Linked DNA regions of Mus musculus: all the other regions are linked to region 3. A link is a contact called in public HiCAR-type data. All regions are on one chromosome and are shown on one strand. The core of a region is the stretch at or near the end of the contact, and the rest is flanking DNA. Distances in the headings are between cores, read along the strand shown. Region 1 has its middle 78 kb from the start of Gm34482. Region 2 has its middle 110 kb from the start of Gm12519. Region 3 overlaps Gm34687 (a long non-coding RNA gene).

What was found. HiCAR-type assays count read pairs that join an accessible place to other places.
Region 1: a HiCAR-type map of fibro-adipogenic progenitors shows a contact between it and region 3, with 11 times the contacts expected there. The contact joins two enhancer-like sites. A contact is called at or near these places in 1 of 15 datasets of contacts at CTCF or cohesin (the NIH/3T3 cell line), 1 of 484 Hi-C or Micro-C datasets (muscle stem cells) and 1 of 115 datasets of contacts at active chromatin or transcription factors (fibro-adipogenic progenitors).
Region 2: a contact with region 3 is called in a HiCAR-type map of fibro-adipogenic progenitors, with 5 times the contacts expected there. The contact joins two enhancer-like sites. A contact is called at or near these places in 3 of 39 promoter capture datasets (the 3T3-L1 cell line and 3T3-L1-derived adipocytes), 1 of 484 Hi-C or Micro-C datasets (myocytes) and 2 of 115 datasets of contacts at active chromatin or transcription factors (astrocytes and fibro-adipogenic progenitors).

Annotation. Positions count from the first base shown.
Region 1 is chr4:55,874,158-55,876,857 of GRCm38.p6, reverse strand. No RefSeq gene overlaps it. Among named protein-coding and RNA genes, the nearest start is that of Gm34482, 78 kb to the left of the region's middle. Within about 2 kb of position 1,432, at least 28 of the 459 cell types and tissues checked have an H3K27ac peak or open chromatin away from gene starts, as enhancers often do. A contact at or near this core is called in fibro-adipogenic progenitors, where this site is marked.
Region 2 is chr4:56,112,672-56,115,371 of GRCm38.p6, reverse strand. No RefSeq gene overlaps it. Among named protein-coding and RNA genes, the nearest start is that of Gm12519, 110 kb to the right of the region's middle. Within about 2 kb of position 1,436, at least 178 of the 459 cell types and tissues checked have an H3K27ac peak or open chromatin away from gene starts, as enhancers often do. A contact at or near this core is called in fibro-adipogenic progenitors, where this site is marked.
Region 3 is chr4:56,684,016-56,686,715 of GRCm38.p6, reverse strand. All of the region lies in intron 5 of Gm34687 (a long non-coding RNA gene), which reads left to right. Among named protein-coding and RNA genes, the nearest start is that of Gm26144, 6.3 kb to the right of the region's middle. Within about 2 kb of position 1,350, at least 30 of the 459 cell types and tissues checked have an H3K27ac peak or open chromatin away from gene starts, as enhancers often do. A contact at or near this core is called in fibro-adipogenic progenitors, where this site is marked.

The sequences.
Region 1 (2,700 bases), core at 183-2,682, 810 kb after region 3:
ACACCATCAATTCCCGTTCCTGAAGAGCTAGCTGATGTGTCTAGGGAGGGAGGCATGGCCCTAGGGGAGGGTATCTGACATGCCAGGCTCAGACTGTGTCATCTCCACTCTGCTCAGCAACCTCATGACACAGTTGTAGCTCATGCATATCTTATGGGTAGAGGGGATGCTCCAGGAGATGCAGAGGCCCTGAGCATGCACAGCTTCTGACTGGTTCTGTGCACAATCCATGCCATCAGTGAGTATTCAAGCTCAAGCAAGCACTTACTTTTGATATATTTTTAAAGAATGAGTTTACAATTTTAAAAATGAGTTGCTGAGCAAAATGAAGCCACACCCCCTTGTTCCATTTGCCATGTGACACCGCAGAGAAAGGTGTGGATGTCACCAGAAGGTCTGCCTTGTTTGCACAGAAGTCATATTCTTACTTGCCATATGCACTAGCTCATACTTCTTAGATGTTCAAGTTTACATGCTATAGGAAGACAAGAGCCTACGGTAAGAAAATCGTGAGTCAAAATTTGAAAGGCATTTTCTTTTATTTATATATGCATTTTGTGCATGCACAGACCTATACATGCAATGATATATGTGTGCATATGCATACACATGTGCATGCACGGAGCCAGAATAAGCACAATAGCATATTCCCTGAAACTCGGGAACTCACGATCTGTCAGGACTTCTAAGAGGAAAAAAAAAGTGAAGAATTACAGGGAGTCCATGGAATTCATAAAGAGAATTGGACTGATTCTTACAGCTTTGGGACTACATTTGTTCAGTGTTGGGGGGTGGAGCAGTACTGGAAGTGAGCCTCAGTTTATACCTTTTGGGCCATTAGGAACTTCCCAATGGCCTGATCAAGACAAAAGGGATTCCCTCATCAGGGAATGAGTTTCCCATCACCAGAAATATGTAAGGAAAGGCTGGGAAACCACACAACAGGGATGCTGCAAAGAGAAAGCCAAATATCAAGAGGAAGCTGGGGTCAGGAAAGACTGGGATGGCTAGAGGCTTTCAACATCCTCAACAGCCTAGCCACGGAACTGGAGAAAGACCCAAACTGGTTTTAAAAAGATCTCATGAGCAGCACTTTATTGGCCGTATCTCTAACTATCCCTTGTCAGTATGGGGCACCAAAGGACCTACTTACACATTGCTTTGGAATACCCCCTCAGTCTTCGCAGCTGACAAAACTCCACTTACGCTGATTAATGCTCTGATCCTTCCAACTGCCCCACCAGTCAGCTTCCCAGAGGAGGCTCCAAGAGGTGATGAGCGCTGCCCAAAATGACGCAGCTGGTAAATGACATATCCTCCTGGCACCATGCACTGGTATTCTTGCCAGTGTAGTTTGACTGCCTCTACTCTGGGCCAAGGACTGGGCGAGCACCCAGGATCCCAAGCCGGCTTCTGACATCTGTGTCGTCCTCCTCTCGTGGCTCATACGTAAAGGGAATGTTTGCCCGGCTTGCTCCTGCCAGGTACCAGCTCACTACTCACGTAGAGGACTCTTTTACGTCCCCAGGAGTCCTTCCTAGGGAAATAACACTGGACTCCTGAGAAGCCCAGATTATTTGACTCTCCAGGCAAGCTAATGAACTGTTTGAGACTTAAGATTCAGGAAGCCCTACAGCATGGGGAGAAGACAACGCAGGCCAGAAGAACAGAGAGGTGCAGCCCCTCCTCCTGTAGCCTGCCTTCTGCTCACCGGTTACCACCTCTCTGGAGTGGCACTTCCACCTGCCCGAGGCCATTCCTCCTTGGGCAGGGAGCCCATCAGATTTTACAAGCCAGGCAGGGTCAGGCCTAGTGAAAACGTGAATGGGAATGCCCAGAACAACAAAGGCAGCAGGCGTTTTCCCTCGGAAGATGGGGTGAGCCAAGCCACAGACTGCCAGTTATGGGGCATCCAGAGCATGACCTCTGCAAAACCCCTAAATGAACACCAACTGAGGACATACCTGCTGGGATTAGCGAAGTTTTATCAAAACTCCCCTACCTCCGCAGAAGTGGTATAATTCCGACGATTTTGATGAAGTAAAATCACTTTGAATTACTAGAAGACAACTAAGCTAGCAAATCAGAACTATATATAAATCAGGGTGGGGAAAACGATTTCAGAATGCCACAGAGTAACTGTTTTAGGCTTCGTGGACATAATAGTTTTATAGTGTGAAAACTCCATAGGAGATATGGAAATGGATGTGTGTGCCTGGTTTAAAAAAAAAAAGAACAACCTTGCATTAATACACACAAACTGGAATTTTGTGTAATTTCCGTACATCATAAAATGTGTTCTTCTTTGATTCTTTTGACAGCCATTCAAAGTTGTAAAAACGACACTTTTAGCTCATAGCTGTAAGAGAACAGATGGGATGAGTTCATCTTGGAGGCTTCGGTTTTCCTGTTTCTCTTCTGAGGCAACACTTCTCAACTATATATGGCAAGCAGGCCATTTGTAAAGATTTTCGAGCTTTCTTGCTCATACATTTGTAAATGTATATAAAAATGGGCTACAAAAAAAACCCAAAAAACAAAAACAACAACAAAAAAAAACAGGCCAAGAGGAAAGAGAAGGGTCAGGAGTGATAGCACCAGCCTATGGTCCCAGCACTGTGCAGGGGGTTGGGGAAGGTCCTGGCCAGCCTGGGCTACATGGTGAAGACCCGTTTCAAACAAATAAACAGTCTTGGTCTT
Region 2 (2,700 bases), core at 187-2,686, 570 kb after region 3:
TGTTCCCATAGTTCTCTTTTAAAATCCTTTATTTATTTACTTAATGTATGTGAGTATACTGTAGCTGTCTTTAGACACACTAGAAGAAGGCATCGGATCCCATTGCAGATGGTTGTGAGCCACCATGTGGTTGCTGGGAATTGAACTCAGGACCTCTGGAAGAGCATTCAGTAGTGCTCTTAACCTCTGAGCCATCTCTCCAGCCCGTTCCCATAGTTCTTAATTTATTCTATTTTATGGTCCAAATTTTCAGAGAAACAAGAAACAGTGATGTCACCTGTCCTTTTCCTTTGGTTGAAACCCTTGTGATACTTCATCATGAAGTAAGGCAAGATGATGTTTTGTTCTCTTTTAGAGGGACAAACACATGCTTTTATTACCCTCTTTAAATCTCATTAAAATTATTAGAAAAAATAACCCAGAACTAAAACTGAGATGATGATGATGATGATGATGATGATGATGATGATGTGTGTGTGTGTGTGTGTGTGTGTGTGTGTGTGTGATCTGAGTGAGATTTTAGTACAATAAACATGTTCTGGCTCCTGAGTGAGGAGCAGGCTGACTGGGTTATATGTTCTGGTAGGAATATCCTGTGGTACTTGTTTCTCTTCAGCTTGTGGGTGGCAATTCCCCAATTTAGAGATTTGTTAAAATATGGGGAAATACTCCACAAAGCCTAGTAGAAACAGACCATGAATGTGGAGAAATCTGCATACACCACACCAGGTTTCTTCTACAGGGTGAATGTTAATAGGCAACATCCTTCATGAAGACCTCTACAGCCTTTAATTTTTGCTTCTCTTTTATCACAAACGATCTCATTGTCAAATAGTGAAAAAACAGTTGCAAATATGAACAGAATGTGTAGTTAATAGCGAATGTGTAGCCCCCTCCCCCCAAAAAATCTCCATAGCTTTAGCATTGGTTCATTTGGATGTATAAAGTTTGGATATAGCAAATGTTTTACTGACTTCCTTAAACCAGCTCCATGATGTTTTTGTTTGTGAATTAATTAGAATAAAGAGACTTTTTAAAATAAAAAATTAAAATAACGCAAATGAGATTATTAGCTTCTAGCTGGAAAGGATTCTGACTCTTAATTACAGCCATAAAAATCCCCAATGCTTGGTTTCTTCTGTGAGGGCCTTGTCAGGGCAGCGGTGGGGAAGCTTTGCTGTTGAGGGCAGGAAGGAGAAGGGCAGGGAAGCCACAGGAAGCCTGAGCCACATCTCCTGGCCCCTCCCCTGAGCAACGCTGCGTGTTGTTGCAGTACTGTACTGTTCGACTGCGCAATCATAGTTAACATTCTTCTTCCAGGCACATTGAAAACGTTTGGCTTGCATTCTCCTCGAGCTGTTTTATAAGGGCAATAACCAAGGCCAGGGTGTGCTCTTGTCAGCAGGCAAAGCACGCAGTGCAGGCTGCCAAGAGTTTCCTGCTCCGGGGCCACCCATCCTTGGCTACAGGATGCAGGGCTGGAGCTTAAAGTAGCTTGCGTGGAGCCTGTGCTGGGACTTTCTGTTCTCACAGATCATGCTTGAGATTCCATCCTTCAGCTCTGCAGCCCTGATCAGTGGAGTCTGCTGTGTTTGTGCTTGTTTGGGAGTAGTTCTGAACACATGTCAAAGCAGCCGTCTAAGGCTTAGCTGGGAAAATGGTCTTTGAAGGCTAGCAAGCTGCATTTTCCTCCTGCTAATTCAAGCTCAGAGTTCCCACGAGTCAGCTGCTGGGGAAGTGGGCATTCCCTTCATCTACTCCCTGTGAACTAATTTCTGGAATGGGCTGACAGTGCACATGCCAAGTGGAAGGTTCTAATACTGTTGCCCCACCCCATTTGAAGTCCACCTTGGCAATGGGCAGATGGCTTTTGCGTGTTATTTATTGCCAGGGTCTGTGAAGGGGAGAGTCCCCAGGAGATCGCTGAAGCTGTTTTTGCAGGATTTCCTTTGATTGGAAGCTGTTGGCTGTGCTTTCTGCAGCTGGCTCTGTCACAAAGCAGAGGGCTCAACGCATCCCCCATGAGACAACTGCCATGCCAGCACCAAGGAGGTGCTGGCTGTGAAGTGCCTTGGACGAGAAGATGAGGTGCTGTTGCTGTTGCCTTCATCAGTAAGGAGGCAGCTTAGCCTTGGGAGGAGCGGAAAGAGCGTTGGCGCACATCTGAGAGGTTTACATTGGAATGTCAGTTCTTCTGTTAACTGAAAGCATGACCTTGACCTAAAGTGTTTTCATTTATAAAATAGCAATTGGTAACTAAAAGATTCATCCTGAAACTCATGGCAGAGAACCAATAGGATAAAACATGCATACTTTCTCTCCTTTCTTCTGAGTTCCAAAGCCACCCTGAGCATTCTAAAGCAGGATGGATGACGTCTATAAACTCTCTGTATCTTCTCCACTTATTCAACACTCATCTGGTTGTCATCCAACAGACTGAAAAATTAGAAAAATAAATAAATATACTCTTGTGCATTTAAAAATGTAGATAGTGTATTAGCTGCTAAGGATAAAGAAATGTACGTTGAAGACACGGTCCAATCTCTTGTCTGTCTTAAAAATAAAGGAAAAATAAAGATGTTAAATGGCTAATAAATGTTAAAGATGTTATAGCAGTGGGTACAAGAAGAAAGGGACATATGCAGATAAAGTATTTACTGTACTCTGTGGACTAACAAAAGGCCTTTCAAAAGAGGGGAT
Region 3 (2,700 bases), core at 101-2,600:
GGGATGTGACCCAGCTTCAACAAAACAAAACAAACCCAATCCAAAACAAAACAAAACAAAAAAACCCCAAACAAAACAAAAACACCCTCAAATTACAAACCATAACCCCCAAGCCCCACAAAATAGGATATTTAAATAATATGAAGAAGTATTTTTAGTGTGGGTGAAAAGAGCTGTTTGCAAAGCTGCATGCATAATGCGATACCGTTTCTATAAAGTGTTTTTATATGCATCTGGATCCTAGAAGAAGAAAAAAAGAAAAGGTGCCATTGTGTTATATGCATGCAAAGCAGGCTCCCAGCGATGAATTCCGCTACTGATGTTCAATGTTGTGAGATAGCCTGTCACCGGTAGCAAACAGAAATGGCATCCCAATTCTTTGTATGGAGAGATGCCAAGGTCTTCCTGCCACAAGCCGTGCTTAACCTGTCACTGCAATCAACCAGCCCAAATGACAGCCTGACTCTGTCGGTGTCAAATTCCCACAGGATTCTAGATCTCCCTCGATGTGAGTGGTCAAACCTTTTAAACTCTCTCTCTCTTTTTTTTTTTTTATTTTTTAAACTCTTCTTTTGAGGTATTTTTTTTCTCCCCTCCAGCTATTTGAATGAGGATCTTATTTCTTATCTGGTTGCAGGGCTGGAGGGAAGCCATTCTCTCAGCTCTCTTCATTAGTGATGGATGCATTGGTCTACACATGAGCTCCTTGTCAGTGTCTGCGGTCTCAGAAGGTTAGGGGATGCTGGAGGTTGAGGGATGCGACAGGGGGATGCTGCAGCAGGAAGGATGCTGAGGCAGAGGGGATGCAAGAGTGTGGTGGACGCTGGATGGCAGGCCACTCTGAAGGGCGAAAAGGTGCTGGAGAAGGACAGTGCCCCGGGTCCCAGCTCATTAACTGTTCCTACTCCCCCCCACCCCACCGTGTGAGTAGCGCTTGCGGCTTTGTGTTCTGATTGTTTAATAGGAGTCAGCCTGCCCAGTTAAAATACATGAAGGACACATCAGGGCTTCATCTCCTCATCCGCAGCACTTTGTACTCAGCGTGGCGTTGGGGGAGAAGCTTTGACTTGGGGATTCCCCAGGTCTTCCTGGATTCTTCTGTGTAACTCTGGGCAAGGCAAAAGCTTTTTAAAACTTTCTTTCATCATCTATAAATTGTGTCTAATGACACTCAGCCAATGTGATCTTTAATAAGACTAACGACCTGACAGCGCTAGCCCAGAGCCCGACCCATGGGAGTCTCTCACCGGCTCGGGACTGAAGACTTGACCTAGTGACTCCCTGGGTGGGGCTGACGTCTCTGTGTGGGTGGAGAGGATGCCTCCTGGCAGTAATCAAAATTCACCACTAGGAGGAGCCCGAGCTCCATCATTGATCGTTTTCATGGCCATTTCTCAAGCTTGGCTGCTGGATTCAACCCCTGCAACACTTAATTTGTTACTTAAGAGTCAGTGCCTGGCCTGGCCTGCCTTGCCCTGCCCCTGCCCTGGCATTCTTTTTTTTTTTTTTTTTTTTCTGCCTAGTTCCTCTTGGGGCACCTAAGTCTTGTTGGCTTCATATCTGTGCACACGGCATACATTTGACTGACAGCCAATGCGTGTCTTGATGAGAAGGCTTCTGTCCTTAGCTATGGGAAAAGAGAAGCAGGCCCGGGTTTATTAGCAATCAAGGAAGACATTTGTGTTCCCAAGTGTGCTGGAATACATCTTTGCTGTCTCAGAAGATACATTCTTGGTTCTTATCTTTTTTTTTTTCTTCCCTCTGCTGTTTCTGATATGTTCCGTGAGCTGTAGTGATATATATCCAGTTCACCGTGCTGACTTTGAGAACTGTAAGGGACGAGCGAGCCCAATTTGCCCTGAGATGACGAGACTATCGGTTTGCATGGTGCTAGGATCTTGAGTTTCAAGCTTTCTTCAGGGAAAACAAGATAACCAGGCCGGGCATTTTTTCTCCCCCCCCCCCCCCATTTATTGGTTATTTTATTTATTGTTCTTTCCCAGTTTCCCCTCTACAAACCCTGCATCCCCTCCCCGCTGCCTTTATGAGGATGTTCCCCCACCCGCCTGGCCACTCCTGCCTCAGCGCCCTAACATTCTCCTACCCTGGGTCATGGAGCCTCCACAGGACCAAGGGGGTCCCCTCCCAGTGATGCGCGATAAGGCCATCCTCTGCTACATATCCAGCTGGGGCCAGAGGTCCCTCCATGTGTACTTTTTGGTTAGTGGTTTAGTCGCTGGGAGCTTTTGGGGGGTGGATTCTAGTTGGTTGATATTGTTGTTCTTCTTATGGGGTTGCAACCCCCTTCAGCTCCTTCAGCCCGTGGCATTTGCTAACACTGGTCTAGCACTGACATCTTTCTACTTACCAACAGAAGACCACGCCCACAAGCCCAGTTCTCTGGCTCACATGAGTTGCACAAATTCCAGTTGTGAAGAGGTGCTTCGGAAGACGTGCTGCTGTGATTTATGAGTGTGTGGCAGTGTGACCCTGGAAGCCACATAGAGGCTTTCTCAGAGATTCTAAGCCTTGGAACAAGCTGTTCTGCTGAGCAAGGCAGGGCCACATCAAGCACTCTGGCAGTCCTTGGCTTTGGGGTCTGTGGGTCTCCCGTGCAATCGTCCGGTGTTCTGGGCATTTATTCCATTTGCTAGGAGAGGTGAGCACACACTGTAAAAAGGCAATGGATAGCAGCACAAT